Linked DNA regions of Sus scrofa: region 2 is linked to region 1. The links are chromatin contacts, called in public Hi-C maps. All regions are on one chromosome and are shown on one strand. Each heading gives the region's core, a stretch centred on a gene start, on an enhancer-like site or on the middle of the called end of the contact. The rest is flanking DNA. Distances are from core to core; before and after follow the strand shown. Region 1 overlaps IGFBP7 (insulin like growth factor binding protein 7). Region 2 has its middle 29 kb from the start of IGFBP7.

The links. Hi-C and Micro-C count contacts between places; a contact is called where the count stands out from the background.
Region 2: a contact with region 1 is called in a Hi-C map of heart right ventricle, with 4 times the contacts expected there. The contact joins two enhancer-like sites. A contact is called at or near these places in 2 of 47 Hi-C or Micro-C datasets (embryonic fibroblasts and heart right ventricle).

What each region holds. Positions count from the first base shown.
Region 1 is chr8:56,299,506-56,304,587 of Sscrofa11.1, forward strand. The region is part of intron 1 of IGFBP7 (insulin like growth factor binding protein 7); the gene reads right to left. Among named protein-coding and RNA genes, the nearest start is that of IGFBP7, 56 kb to the right of the region's middle. Within about 2 kb of position 2,411, at least 36 of the 83 cell types and tissues checked have an H3K27ac peak or open chromatin away from gene starts, as enhancers often do.
Region 2 is chr8:56,384,400-56,389,385 of Sscrofa11.1, forward strand. No RefSeq gene overlaps it. Among named protein-coding and RNA genes, the nearest start is that of IGFBP7, 29 kb to the left of the region's middle. Within about 2 kb of position 2,197, at least 26 of the 83 cell types and tissues checked have an H3K27ac peak or open chromatin away from gene starts, as enhancers often do.

The sequences.
Region 1 (5,082 bases), core at 1,161-3,660:
AAATGCTGACACACAGAGAGCAAGTGGACAGGTCACACATGGAAGTGGAGGGACGGTGAAAAGACGTATGGCCAACACAGTGACAGATCCAACAACAACCTCCCCACGTGCTCCACTGACAGGCAAGTTCACTGCCAAAAGCCACATCAAACTGCTAGTTCAGCACACAACTCAATTCCTGACCGCTCTGACCCACCTCAGGAGAGTGCCCCAAAACGATGCTTTTCCCCCTAGCCAAGCTTGTCGAAGCCCCCAGGCCAGGGATCCAACCCACAGCACAGCAGTAGCCAGAGCCACAGCAGTGACAATGCCTGATCCTTAACCCACTGAGCCACCAGAACACTCTACAACAAAATGATTCTTTAACAGATAACTTCTAACTCTGTCCATGTTCCCTTTTTCCCAAGACCAAAGCAGATTCAGAATTATTTCTGTTTTTAAGGATAAAGGAACTTTTGGTTCATTCTGTGCTTATTTGGGGGCAGAAAGCTCAAAAACAGTCCTTGAGGCCAAGCCAAGGGTAACAACACGGCCACTAAATCATGCTCAGTGTTTGGATTCCATCTGAAACAAGTCACAGAATATTTAAATGTACAGGGACAAACAGCAGGATAAGTTCAATTATTTATGTATCCCTGCCATTGTTCCATTAAGGACTCCAGGCGCTCCAACCTCTGTCTAGCAGACTTCCTGTGCAGAGTGAGCGCCCTCTGCCCCCACCCCACCCCGGGGACAAGTCCAGGCCACAACTGAGCGTCACAGTGCTGTCTGGAGGCTGACAGCAGGAGGCAGGAGCAGAAGCGGCTACTCCAGGACTCTCCCCACCTCCAGCCCACCCTACCTCTCTGTCTCAGATGACTGTCCCCAAACCAGGTGAATCTACTATCTTTCTCAGCTCTCATGACCTGGTCAGTCCTCACTCATTTGCTCTTCCTCAGCTTCCTGAATTCACGGCCTTGCTCCCTTGTTTCTGTAAGTCTTGCCTAGTAACCTTAGGCAGTTTTTTCTTTTGAATCATCCCTTGAAGGGAAAGAGGAAGAAAAAGAAGAAGGAGGAGGCAGAGGACAAGGAGAAGAAAGAGAAAAAGAAAGGAAGAAAGCGCGCCAGACCCTAGATGACTGGCGGCAAGGCAAGGGGGACGGGGGTTCCGAGTTTGGAAGAAAACTAAAGTTTAGCTCAATGACTCAGTGTCACCTTCCAAGTGCCCAGAGGAGTCAGGAGTCTCCAACAGAGTCGCCACCTAAGCCCACTCCTCCCCTTCAGCCACTTTTAATTAAGTTCTAGACAAATGACCCACAGAGAACAGATGACTTCAGCAATATTCCATTATAAACTAGAGATAGCTATGTTCTGAGGAGTCACTGAAGATACAGCAAAGCAAGAGTCATGGATGAGTGGGTTTCAATTTGGGCTGTTTCAGTCTGATTCTGAGGAAGGGAAGGTCTTACAAAACACACAAATGTCATATGAGGAAAAGGCCTGAAAAGGGAAGAATTCTGAATCTTAATTCATTCAAGCTCATCTGACTTGACGCTGTAGCAGAGAAGACAGAGTTAAAATCTGTTATCCTATAAAAAAGCATGGGATAATGTAAAAGAAATATGTGAACAATTTCCTCCTCTCTTACAGAACACTCCTCAGATATGACCTGGGATGTCCTCACCATGTTATCACTAAAAAAATAAAAACAAAAACCCCAGAGCACTCTGGGGGAGAGACCGCTTGGCTCTGGGTCCTTGTCCACCCACATTTACAGAATAAGGAACCAGGCGGGTCTGGGAATTTTCTCTTTGGGTTGGAAGTACACGTGCCCATCACGAATGTGCCCTAGAGTGCAATTACGTGGTGCCGCTGACATCCACCAGGCTGGGAGGCTTTCCTGCCTGGTTCTGCAGCTCTCACCCCACAGATCAGCCTAAGCCCAGGGTTTCTGGAATGTGCTGGGTTCCACACTCAGACTGTAGCTCTCACTCAATGCATGTGGACACCATAGTTGAGTATAAGACTCCTCCCAGTTATAAAGGATTTGCCAACTACACTCCTCTTCCCTCAAGATGCTGGCTCCTAAAATAGTTCAGAGAGAGTATGTGCATTCATACCAAAAAAGGAGGACCTGAGAATGCAGTGACACACCACATAAGGAGATCAAGAGTTCAGACAACTTGGCCAAACCTCCACAATGGATTCCAATAACACACCGAGGGGAAAAGCCCTGAACAAAAGTACAAGACGGGCAAAGAATAGTAGGAAGGCACTACGGCCCCAAGAGGGAAGCAGATGAAACACATGGAAGCTTCCTGATATTAAAGAAGGGGAAGCAGGAACTGTGGGCTAATTAAGGGCAGAGCCATCTGCCAAGACCAAGTCACTCAGGGACACTGGGAGGTGGGGGTACAGCAGCTGACCTTATGGGAACTGAGCCCACAGTCCCACAGGAGGCCGTGGAGGGACCGTGCGGTGGAGGGTGGAAGGGGGCCCCTGGTACTGGAGGTGCGTGACTTGGGGCGTCTCGGGAGAGGACTCTGGAGGCTGTGCAGCAGGATAGGCACAGGTGGGGCCTGGGAGCCTAAGACAAGGTGGTAGGTGATGCGATGGACAGAGAGGGATGGGCAGGCCCCACAGTTTTGCAGGGAGAGCCACACTGGCACAGGAAGCTGCAGGGAGGGAGGGAGTCCAGGCCTCCGGCTATGCAGGGCTGCCAGCAGAGAAGGCACTGGCAGGAGAACGGGGAGTTGCCCTGGGCGATGAGGGGTGCTGGACCCGGGTAGAAGGGAGACGCCCGCAGACGCCTGCTGCCTGGTTTACACTATATCCCTGGGCAGGCTGGGGGGTCCTTGGTGTGGAAGGGACACAGCGCTGGCTGGCTCTCCAGGAATTCCATCAGCTCAGCTGGCTGCAGCCACCAGCCTGTCCCCCCAGCAGAGGAGAACAGAGGAGCAGACAGCTAAGACATCGCTCAGCCACCAGCCACTTACAAGCAGGGACAGTGAGTCCCCTGGAGGCTGGCCGGCCAGCCAGCACCACACAGCCCTGGTGACAGCGCACACGAGCCCTCAACTCCTGCTGACTCCTGTTACCTCTGGTTAATGAGACCCCATTCTGGCTGCATTCTGATGCTCAAAGTCTTTCCAGACAGCACTAGCCAATGTTTCCTATAGTGTCTGTGTTACACCACACATTCAGATGTCCGTGACTGTGAATCCTACAATGGCTCAAAGTTATCACCAGTTTGACCTGACCATGGAACACAGACAGCAAGTCGTGGGAGTTCTTTTTAATTCTTTTTTGGCTGCCCTGAGGCACGTGGAGTTCCTGGGCCAGGGGTCAGACCCGAGCTGCAGCTGTGACCTGTCCTGCGTTATCTGATGCTGCAGAGACACCTCGGATCCTGCTGCACCATAGTGGGAACCCCCATAGGAGCTCTCCTGTGGTGCAGCAGATTAAGGAGTCAGTCAGCGTTGTCTCTGCTGTGGCAGAGGTTCGATTCCTGTCCCCAGAACTTCCACATGTTGCGGGCATGGACAAAAAGAGACATCGAAACCCTTACTATTTGCTCCTTGCAACCCGACCTCGTACTTGATGATGTCTGATTCTTCCCCTAACCCGTAAAGGTCCAGCACGAGATGGGAGGATGTGAACAATGGGGTCTGACTTCAGGCCAAGGGTCCCCCCACAGGTGATTCTGGTCCATGGGGGCTGGGGCATTCTCAGAGGAACCCAGCATCAGCTAAAGTAAATCCACGAAGTATTTCAGACCAAGCCCAGATGTACAGGGAAGGGCTCACCCCAGGAGCCATGGTGGCTGAGCTAACCTGGGCTGCGTGGGCAGCGTTGCCCAGGGAGGTGAGCATATCATGAGCTGGAACATGCAACTGCCATCATAACCCCAGCCTGATCCATGGCCACCAAGTTCAATTAGCAGGCTACACTTTGGTTTGGTTTGAGTGTACGGAAAAACTGACTTTATTCAGGGCACCTTTAAGAAGGGAGACTCCCCAGTTACATATCTTGTTCTCACGCCAGCAGAGCCTTACAAACATTTCCCCCACGTTCCATGGGCCTGTGCTATCTGGACTAGGACTCACCTTAAACCCAAAGTGTTAAAATGTTGGGTCACTTTTTCCTATTCTGCAAGCACACAACTGGGGGGGGGGGGTGTGCGGGGGTGGGGGGAGTGTTTCCACCAGGGGCACTTATTGCACTGATTTTGGGCTTCCTGGAAATCCCCGAGTGAGCTCCTGAGACACTCCATCCTTGAGCTCCTGCTCCCCCACATGCACCCAGGGCTTGAAATTCTCAGGTGTTGGAAGTGTCCCCTGGTCTCAGCTGCGAGCTACGAGGAGAAGCTCACCCATCTGCTGAGCTTAGTCCCTTAACAGGACTTGCAGTCTGGCCAGTTCCACAGAACGGCATTGTTACTGAACCCTGGGTGTGAGGGACAGCCAAGTGGCCTTCGGCTCCAGGGGGCTGGGCTTGCTCAGCCTGTGCCTGGAACATTTCTGAAAGCTGAAGTCTGCAGCCTGAGTCCCCGGGAGGCCAGGAAAGACCTGCCATGGGGCCAACCTCTGCTACCCCGCATGCACTGGGCAGCACGGGCTCCAGGCAGCGTGCTCCCCAGGGGCTTTAGTGTCAGAGAACCAGCCAGGCCCTGCACTCCACTATCCATGGAGGAGATGAGCTGTAGGGCCCCAGGAGACCAGGCCAGGTGGACTGCTCCCAAGCCACCTGTGGAACTGCCAGTGCAGGGTCAGCCTTTCAGATGAGGTGTTGTCAAACAGAAAGTGTTCAGTCTCTGGAAGGTGATGGGGTTGGGAAGCCTTTGGCAGAGGGACGTCCACAGAAACAAGAGGCTCTAGGAGGGACAGTGTCTGGAAGGCTGCTGTGCGCCATGCGGAGTGGGGGCCCAGCACCCAGGCGGGGCTGCACCTCCAGAGTTGCCTGTGGGTCTAGTAAGGTTGGGGAGGTGGAAGTTGAAGCTGGAAATTATTCTCAACTCCCCAGGGAGAACCAGTCACTGGAATCATGGCTTCAGAGCCTGAGATGTTCCGATGGTGAGAAAGACACAGAGGTGGAAAATAAGAG
Region 2 (4,986 bases), core at 947-3,446, 85 kb after region 1:
GGATCAAACCTGCAACCTCATGGTTCCTAGTCAGATTCGTTTCCACTGTGCCACAATGGGAACTCCTGTTCCTATATTTTCTTCTAAGAGTTGTATGTTTTTGCACTAACTTAGGTCTTTAACCCATATTGGGTTAATTTTTGTATATAGCGGAGTAAATGGTTCCCAGCTATTTTCCCTTCATTGAGTTTTCTTGACATCTTGGTCTCAAATCAGTTGACCATAAATAGTATAGTTTATTTTTGACTCCGGTTTTACTCCGTTTATCTATATGTCAACCCCTTTGCCTGTACTGAACTTAATACTGTGATTACTGTGGCTTTGCAATAAGTTTTGAAATCAGGAAATGTGAGGCCTCCAATTTGATTCTTTTTCAGTATGTGATGTTTTGGCACAAAAAACACATCTCATCAACAAAGCCAAAACTCGAGGTAAAACAGTAAAAGAGACAGTTTTGGGCGACCTGCCTCCTCGTTTGCATCTCTTTTCTTTTTACTCCCTGTGAGCACTCACACTGTGCCTGCTTTCTATCCATCTCTTTATCAAAAGCTGCTCTCTGGGGAAGCCTAGAACAAACTTTGTCTTACTTAGATATAAATGACTAAAAAAGCGTAAAGTTATTCCCATTCTCAGGAGAATTTGCTTTTCAAAAAAGGGAACAAAAAAACCATCTGAAACCTGAGGAATTACTGACTAATGGCCACGTTTTCTCTCCAAGTGGCTGGGAAAGTGTTTTAGGCAGGAAGCCCTCATTGCATCTGAAAAGATGTGCACAGGCCCTCCTGCCTTTGCCCACGGCTGGCTGTGTTCAAGGCTTATTGATTCTTTGCCCCAACTGTGAGTTTTATACCCATTGCTCACTTTCTTTGTGGCCTCAGGCACATTAACCTCTATGAACCTCAGTTTTCTCTTTTGCAATATGGAGAAAAATCATGCTCACTACAAAAATGCCTAGCATTTGTACTCTGGAGCTACTAAAAATATGAGCGACATACATTTGGACTTGACAAATACAACTGCAAAAATCAAATGCCCTCATCATTCTCTCTCCAGGAACAGAGACAAGCCTTCTGTTAAAGTGATTTAATTCTTCCTTACAAAATCCCTAGGGATGGTATGGGAGACCTACTCAGGAAAGTCAGAGTTTAATGAAAGAAATACCTGGGCAAACGGAGTTGAGATACCCAGATTCTCTCCTCCCCACCAGCAGCTGCTGTATGTGCAACGTCTTCCTCAGTCACCTCTGATTTAGAACAAGAATTTGCACTTGATCGCACCTGGTGATGACATGCAGTTTTATACTTTGCACGCTGTTCCCAAGGATCTGCGTAACTGATCCTCCAAGCTTCCTGCTAGGCCAACTTCATTGCCATGTTACCAGTGAAGAAACTGAGCCCAGAAGAGCTAACAGACTTAAGGCTCAAACCCTCTTTCCATGCATTTCACTGGCTGAGAACTACCTGGCATCCAGGACCAGCACCCACCCCATTCCAGACCCCAATCCCCTCTTTGTTTTATACACTTACTGGAGATTTTATCTCCTTTGGCCTAGTGACCCCCAGACACAAAACACCCTCATATTTTCCTGAGTTGCTCTGGGAGCCAACGAGTATTAGTGTTGCTAAGCCTGAACACCGCTCGCTCGCTAAGACTAGATCCTAGTGAGACAGGGGCGCTTCACGGGGCACCATCTGAATTAACAGGCTGCTTCTCCCTTCCCACCTCCAGCGCAGGGCAGGCCGAGCGTTCCCGAACCTGCCCGGTAGATGGCAGCATTGTGCAGGCGTTGCCTCCACCGGAGCCGGGCTCTAGGCCCCTTTCGTCCACCCGGGGCTGGGCGCCTCCTGACTCCCCTACGCCCGCGCGCCGGCTACAGCTGCTCTGTGCCTCTTGGGTCACACCAGGTCCGAGTCCGAATCCACAGCACGGACTGACTCAGGTTTGGGTGTTTTTGTGGCTCTAATTGGCCCAGATCGTTTCATTCCACGCCCCCGCCCCTCGCCTAGAAGTGCAGAAAAGACTGATAAACGTCCCCCATCCAAATGATTTCCTCCCCGACTCCTTTTGTGCTGTGAGCTTTGTCCTTAGCGACCCCTGTGTCCCCAGATGCCTGCGATCCCGGGTCTCAGCCTCACCCGCCTACAGGGATTCCGCGCGCCCTGCCATTCCAACTATGGCCACGAGAGGGCACCGACGTCACGTGCTGCGCAGGAACCTGGCCGCGAAGGCGGCGGGCTGGTCCTCCGTGGTCCGCGTCCTAGGCTTGACCTTGGGACCTGCAGCTTCCTCTTCCCTACCCTGTGGGCCCCTTCTGACGTGCTTAGGGTCCCTCACCCTCAGAAATCTCATTCCACTTGCCTCGCGGCCCCAGCCCTGTTTTCTCGACCTCTCTGAATAGATTGGCTCCTTTTCATCATCTTCTGAGCATCCTCAAGTAAACCTCATAGGGGTGGGGGTGTCCCTGTGACCCCGAGTTCCTCTCTGTTGTCCACCCTCGCCTCTCAGGGCACCTTCCCACCACTCCCAAGCTTTACTTTGGCCAACTTCCTCAGCCCCCTGCTTTCTCAGAAGCTCTCATCTTTACCTTTTCTCCTTCTCTCTAGAATTGCAACCACACCCCCACCCCACCCCCTGCACGATTCACAGCATCTTGGCTAGATTTTTTTTTTTTTTTTTTTTTTTTTTTTTGGTCTTTTTGCATTTCTTGGGCGGCTCCTGCGGCATATGGAGGTTCCCAGGCTAGGGTTCGAATCGGAGCTGTAGCCACCGGCCTATGCCAGAGCCACAGCAACATGGGATCTGAGCCGAGTCTGCAACCTACACCAGCTCAGGGCACGCCAGATCCTTGACCAAGGCCAGGGATCGGACCGGAAACCTCATGGTTCCTAGTTGGATTCATTAACCACTGAGCCATGACAGGAACTCCCCTAGATTTTGGTTTTGAGACTTCCCCCACTCTGGCTGTTTTTTTTCTCTGTTCTTCAGGAATGTACTTCCTTTGCCAACCTTTTAATGCCCCAGGTCCCAGCATTCTGTCCTTGGCCCCCTTGTCACTCTCCTTACCTTCTCTGAGAACCTGTTCCTGTTCCTAGAGCCAAAACCCACCACAGCCTTCTCCACAGACAACCATGGCATTTACTGTTCCTGAGTCCTGAAGACAGCTGTATTTTAATCTCCAGTGCCAATGTCTCTTTGAGCTAGAGACCCATTTCTTCCTTTTTACCAGGTTAACAGGGGCTGCTTGGAAATAGTGCTTAGAAAGTGGTGTGACTGAGCAGGGCCCTGTGGGCTCTGGCCACATGAGCCTTTCTGTGTCCTCCGTTTCTTGTTTTCAGGGAATAAGCTTCAGCCTCCGTGACCTTCCCTGGGCTCCAAAGGGCAGGTTCACATAGGTGCTAATCAGGGAACTGGGGGAGGGCGGGGATGGGGAGGCAGAGACCAGGGAGGAGCAGGAAAGAGACAGGAGTGCAGCCTTGGGGCAGGTCCTGATTCCTACTCAAGGAACATACATAACAACAGCTTTGAACTTTTCTGCAGAACTAAAAACCCCCTACAACCTCTTGATGAAGCCGTCTTCATGCTGGGAAGAAGGAGGACCACCAGAACCAGTCCCTGGGCCACCAAACACTAGCTTTGAGAAACAGTACAAGCTTGCTTCTATCCTGATCCTTATCTGCATCCCTATTTTCTACTCCTCAAACTATAAAACCACCTCCTAATCTCTCCCAAGGGGGGCACAATCTTTAAGGCATTAGTCTGCTGTGGCCCCCTTTGCTTGGCAAAGCAATAAAGCTATTTCTTCCTCCTTCACCCAAAACTCTGTCTCCATGTTTGTATTCGGCACCGGTGGACAGAGGCTGAGTTTCATGGACCAAGCCCAAGTTTCAGCAACAGTAGTCTCTGGGCTATTATTATGCTGATGGTGGTGGGCAGCGTTTGCCTCCTGTCTGGCAGTGCTTTCAATCAACAAGCAGCTGGGCTTCTCCTGCAAGGCTTGTCCAAGATTGATAACTGTCCTTACTTGGTGCTCAACTAGAGATGCAGTTGCTGAATGGAACTCCCACCCTTCTCCCTCCAGCCCTGGACAATGGGACCCGAGCAGGATGCCTGAGCCAGAGTCTCAAAAATGGGGTGGCCATGGCCTGACCACAGTCTTCCTTTGAGTATTTGGGACTGGAACACCAAAAGGGTGGTCTAGTTAAAAGAGGGAGAGCTGAGCTGGAAAGTCACGTCAGTTTGGGGGGGGGGTGCGTGAAAGATGAGGAAGCCGAGGCAGCCAGCTGAGTGGGAGGAGGAAGAAGGGGCGTAGGGTGAGGGGGCCCCAGGGCAGCTTCCCTCCCGGTTTCCCAGGAAGGCCACCAGCGCTCTGCCCAGCTTCCGAGGGCTTCTCCTCTCTGCTCTGGGTGGCGCTGTCACTCTAAGCCAGCCCAGAAGTGTGGCTATGTCACTGAGACGCAGGGGCAGTGGGAGAAAAAAGAAAAGGCAGGCAGCAGAGGGGATGAGCAGGCACCCCCAGTGGGCTGCCAGAGTCTGGGGAGGTTAGTGGCTGGGGTGGGGGTGGGGGAATCAGCAGCCCTACATCTGTGATCTGCACACCTCCACTACTGCTGGATATTAGGAGTGGTCGGCCAGGGCTCCTAAAGCATAATGCTTCTTTGGAAAGTGTCACTCGGCTCGTGGAATGGGAGAATACCCAAAGACAAAGTGACATGAAGCATTTGTTAAATACCTATTTCATGTCAGGAGCTGAGGTAGTTTCTGGGAGTTAGAAGTGAGTAAGACATGGTCCTGCCCTCAAGGAGTTCAAATGCATTCAGAGGTCACAAACACCTAAATACAACACAATACCTAAAATCCTGAAGTAGCGCTAGATGTCCAATGCTACAGGAATAAAGCAAGAGAATCCTTAGTCTTGCTTTTGGTGGGGGGGGGGGGAGGAGACAGGGAGACCTTCCAGGGAAGGTGTCTTTAGACCTAGACTTTGAA